Regions from separate parts of the Drosophila melanogaster genome. Here region 2 is linked to region 1. The links are chromatin contacts, called in public Hi-C maps. All regions are on one chromosome and are shown on one strand. The core of a region is the stretch at or near the end of the contact, and the rest is flanking DNA. Distances in the headings are between cores, read along the strand shown.

Region 1 (2,700 bases), core at 76-2,575:
TACTGAAAAAAAAACATATAAATCATAACTAGACTTTGCGCTTGCGCTTCGCCTTGGTAGCTCCTTGAGGAGTCGACGTGGCCTGGGCCTCCATTATGGAAAGATCCGGTGTGGAGGCTCCCTTTCCAGCCACCAGTTTCTTGACCGCCTTGACTTTCGGCCTGGCTGCCTTGGGCTGAGCCAGAGTTCCAATGGACTTTCGCGACTTTTTAGTCTTTCCCGCCTCGGATGAATCCGCTTGTAGCTTGACTTTGGTTTTGGCCGGCTTCTTTCCCGCTTCAGGAATCGCTGTCTGGGATGTTTCCAGCATGGCCTGCGCGGCAGCGGATGAAGCTGCTTTAGATGCTGGCGGATTATCCTTGGTTCCATCCTCGGGCTTCTTCTTTTTTACAGCCTTTGTGTAAATAGCGGTTTATTATTATCAATTTATCAAGGAAGCTAATTCTTAAAAAATCTATTGAATTGTTAGATTAGAATAAACCACGTACTTGTTTTGTTTTCCGCTCGGTTGGTTTACTGGATTTTTCCTTGGAGGCCTTCTTTTCCTTCATCTTCGCCTTGGCCTCTTTCTTTTGAATCTTCTCCTTTAAAACTTTCTCAACTTTGGCTTTCTTTTCCTTCTCCTTCTGTTTCTTTGCCTTCATTTTCTCCACAGCCTTTGAGGAGTTCTTCTGCTTATCGGTGAGTTTAAAGGATCGCTTAACCATCACCACTTCGCCGTTGGCTTCGGCCAATTTTAAAGCTCGATGGAGGAGGCGGGCGGTTTTCTTCGGATCCTTCCACTCCTGACCATTGTCCTTTAGGTATGTCATTATGGCCTGAACCGATGAGCCCGATCGGCTCGCCAACTTCCCGATGGCCATAAGAGCTAGGGATATGAGCGTACCCTTTGGTTTTGGGACCATCGACTTGGGGTTGTCAGAATCGGGGGGCACCAGTTTCGACCCATCATCAGGCGGCGGAGTGGGATAGGGATTGCGATCAGCTCCGAGATTATCTGTCTCGACCTCGTCACCGTCCTGCCGATCCTCCTCCTCATCCTCCTCCATCTCCTCCTCATCTTCCTCCGGGAGCTCCTCTTCTTCGCCCATATTGGAGTCTTCGGATTCGGGATGATCATTTGGCATTTCCTCCTCGCTCTCATCATCCGAGCCATCATTGCGTTCAACCGGCTTTAGTTTCATGTTATTAGTTGGAAATTAAATTGAACAAAAATTAGAAATACAACTCAACAACTTTTAAGACACGAAAAAAGGTTAACAAAACGGTAATCGAAAACTCGCAGTAACAATGATACTTTGCAATGACTGTTAATGCACAGAAAACGGGATCAAAAGTTATATCGCAAAGCTTTTTAAGTCGATTTTGTAAGTACCGTTTATTATTCAGATAATTATAAGTATACATTATTGAAATGTTTGAAGCGTTTTTAACCAGAAATTTGATAAATAAAACAATAAATATGTATCATATTTATTAAATAAATAATATATTAAGTAATACAATAGCAAATAGTTCAGTTTAAATAACGCGATTTTTTGTGAAACTTATCGATTATTTATTGAATTAGCAGTGTTATTCCATATGGTAACACTGCTAAAGAAGAAGAGGAGTTAATTCTAAAAATGAGCGTACGGAAGGTAAACAATTTGAAATTTATGTTTTTAAACTGAATACTAAAGAACTAATGCTTAGAAAACTTGGGTAAGATGTGCCTTCAGCGAGATGAACTTGACCACCAGTCCTGCTCCTTCGGAATCCACGCCTGCGAAGCGCACAAGAAGTGCAAGCAATGTGAGCAGCTCCAGAGTATCGAGGTCGAGAACTCCAAGCATAAATACAAAGCCAATACAGATTCCGGACGTGGACTCAGTCGATCTTACTGCCATGGATGATGACCAGGATGCGGACATCACTGTGCCACCGCCAGAAGTCAAAGAAAACTGGATGGAAAGCTTTGAGCCAGCCACCAGCGACGATTTGGCGGTGCATCCAAAGAAGGTCGGAGAACTACGCGATTGGCTGCGTCACTGCGAAGCGGTGCGCAAGAAGTTCCCGGCTCAAATGTGTCTACTTACCGGGCCCACTGGTGCTGGCAAAACCACCACGTTGCGAGTCCTGGCCAAGGAGTTCGGCTACCAGCTGCAGGAGTGGATCAATCCTATCGATTGTGAGGTGGTCAACACCTTGGGTGATCAAACGACTGGCGCCTCCTATGTGGGCTCCCATCTGGAGGCCTTTAAAAGCTTTCTGCTCCGTGCCTCGCGATACAAATCCTTGCTGGACTCGCAAAATAAGAGACTGCTTCTTGTCGAGGACTTTCCCAACGTCCTGCTCAGCGATAAGGAGGTCAACTTTGAAGAGTTACTAGAGTAGGTAAAACCGGTGGACTATGGAATTGAACACCAACTATAAGATTCAACATAATTTAATAAACCCTCATTTCCTTCCATTTCAGAGAGTACACGGCGTATGGCAAATCTCCCCTGGTGTTCATCGTTGCCGATGCCAAATCTCGAGGATTGAATATCAGCTACCGCCTCTTTCCAGACCAACTGAAGGCCAAACATCGCATCGAGCACATCAGTTTCAATGCTATTGCATCTACAATCATGCAAAAGTCAATGAAAACCTTCTGCTCCGTAATGCAGCAGAATAAAGCTACTTACAAGGTGCCCTCGACCGCTGTTGTTGACTCAA
Region 2 (2,700 bases), core at 104-2,603, 34 kb before region 1:
AGCCCTAACTGCACCCAAAGTCAGTTGTACAAATTGACCCCCACTGATGACCATATGAAAGCAATTAAGAGATAAAAACCACCAACCAACCCGCCCCAAACAATTTGCCCCGCCCAAAACAAAAAAAAAAAAAAACCAAGAAACAAGGAATATCAACACAATAACGCGCACATTGTGCGTTCAATGCCTTCAAATTCATATTGAAACCAACTGTATTCTTAAGACTTGAGCAAAAATTATACGAATGTTTATGAATATTTTTATACGCAGCTAGTTAGGATAGTTAACCCAAGCCACATATACACAAAACGTGAGGAGAACGTAAAATATTTATTATACTGATGGATCGATCGACGTCGCGCTCGAATCCAGTCGTTTAGGTTAGTTAGCTTGCGTTTTTGTTAAGCTTAAAACGAATTCTTATACTGTAATTTTTTTTATAAAAAAATCCTATGCAAAAAAAAAAACAAACCACACAAAAAAAAGTGAATGTACCATATTAGATAATCGTCACTATGTTAACTATAAGAGCGCCCTTAACCCCCGACAATGCCACCATTGAAAGGCGCATAAAAGTGAGAGAAAATATAAAATTAAACCTTGTTATGCTTTCCCAAGCGGACCTGTTAAAACTGTTGACTTTGAAACTGTGCCGTGGTGCACTGAGTTTGTATGAAATGAAATGAAATGAAATTACCCACAGCTCTAGTTTAGTTTAGGTTTTACACGTGTGTGTTTTCGGCTCATTGCAAACTTTTGCTGTTGTTTATGTTTTCACTAACCAGACCCAGCCTCTTCCCACCCCAAAATGTAGCAAGTAGTAGTATGAGTAGAATGAGAGTCGCCACACATATTTTTTCAATACCATAGTAATTTTAGTTGTAATAAATTATATGAAAGTGAACCTGTATATTGTAATTGTGCAATAAACATAAAAAAAACTGACATAACTAAAGTGAATGTATTTTACTTTGCCGTAAAGTTGGTTAGTTGGGTCGGTGATGAAAAGCAACACAATCTTAAGAAAACATACATTTTTAAACGAATTTCTGTTCTATTATAAGTAACATGGAAAATTTGTGGTATATTTTTAATAAATATTACTATTACTATATGTGTAATAAAATATTTAAAATTTAAACTTCGCGCCAAAAGTCGATAGCGATAAGTCGTAGAGCATATTGCCCATCTCTAGTGGTATCGGAAGTTATCGATTGTTTGAATTAGCAAAGACAAAAACCTTACTTAGCGGACACACCAATCTTGTAACCGATGTATTTTTGGCATTTCGCATAACGATACGTCTGGTCACACTGAAAACACGTATAGCCACACATATGTAGAAACTCGATTCAAAACAACTTCGGCCACCGAACGGTGATGTCGCGTTCGCTTGCTGCTCTGACTTTTTCGCGTTCGTGTGTGCTTGTGCATTTCTGAGTGTGTGTGTGAAGCGATTGTGTCAAGAGTAAATTGAATTAAAGCCCCCGAAAATAAATGCAAAACTGGCACCGATTTGATAGTGCCCAGCCCCGAATAAATGCTATTATGATAAATTAAAAGATGTCTTGCGAATTGCAAGAGTAACGCCTCGCAGATTAGAAAATTCCAATAGGAATAAGAAGAGAGTGAGATAGAGCGAGAGGGGCTCGAAGAGCAAGAGAGAGAGAGCCAGCAGCAGATAGCAAAACAGAACACAAAAGCCGTTAGATTAGTAGCTGCAAAATCTGCTTGTGTTTGTTTTTGTTCTCCATTTGCGCGCGTGATATTGTTGTTGTTTCTTAATAGCAGCATTATTTATATTTTGCGAATGGTGCAAGAGAGTTTTAAGAAATCCCCATCCTGCTGGCAATAACACCCCTCCGCACAAAACCCAAAATCAAAAGATGCTGCAGGAAATGTGATGTCACCACATTGGCCCCGCGGCAACAACAACAAACTTCACTATCGCCAGCAAAAAAGCAAATATCTCGCTGCATCGACAAAAACATCAACAGAGACGACAACAACAACATAGGCTATATAGCAACGATCTGAAAATGTTGCACTTGCATTTGTTTTTGCTACCGCTGCTGCTGCTCAACACATGCTTGCAACAACACATTCTGCAGCCGGCGGAAGCGACGGCGTTCCATCAGTCGGAAGGAGAAAAGTCAAAAGGTGAGTTCCCTGAAAAGTCGCTTAAGTCCGGGGGAAATTCAAATGCATCCTCCCCTGTTGGTTTCCACTAGCCTACAGGTGGATTTAAACAACAAAGAATCTTCTTTGCTAATTTCAACTTTTTTGGTTACCATGGTTACCAATATCGCAATTCATGAAAACATACAAAAATGTTAGTTTGCTATTTATATTTATTAACTATAGAAATTTAATTATAAATATTACCAAATAAAAATGGTGACTATATCCTTATTTATTTAATATATATTTCATATTCATATTAATATTCATTTCATATTTCATTAATAATGGCAGATGGTTGAGGAAAGAAGTGATTTTTAGGGTATCACAACTGCAATATGTGAACAGATGTGTCTGGAAAATAACTTAATTATGCATATTTTGAGTGACAGAATAATAAAGTACCATTTTGTCAATTCTAAAACTATTTCTTAGTTAAACTGATGTCTTATCAATAACTAGTTTGAGTTTCACCTACTCCAATCAATATTCTTCTTGCCGCTCTTGAATCGAGGTTGT

The links. A called contact is a pair of places that touch in the nucleus more often than the background predicts.
Region 2: a Hi-C map of the Kc167 cell line shows a contact between it and region 1, with 1.6 times the contacts expected there. A contact is called at or near these places in 74 of 107 Hi-C or Micro-C datasets (the Clone 8 cell line, the D17-c3 cell line, the Kc167 cell line and 26 more) and 4 of 7 datasets of targeted methods (the Kc167 cell line and the S2 cell line).

The regions. Positions count from the first base shown.
Region 1 is chr3R:14,662,075-14,664,774 of dm6, reverse strand. BigH1 (Histone H1 variant BigH1) reads right to left here and starts at 1,325. Exons shown (of 2, transcript NM_142126.2): 1 at 489-1,325; 2 at 1-394. The coding sequence starts at 1,184. The coding sequence ends at 29. Rad17 reads left to right here and starts at 1,578. Exons shown (of 4, transcript NM_142125.4): 1 at 1,578-1,640; 2 at 1,696-2,372; 3 at 2,459-2,700. The coding sequence starts at 1,626.
Region 2 is chr3R:14,695,945-14,698,644 of dm6, reverse strand. It overlaps Meltrin (meltrin,), which reads left to right and starts at 1,353. Exons shown (of 8, transcript NM_001032403.2): 1 at 1,353-2,160. The coding sequence starts at 2,040. kibra (kibra,) reads left to right here. Exons shown (of 9, transcript NM_001300400.1): 9 at 1-956.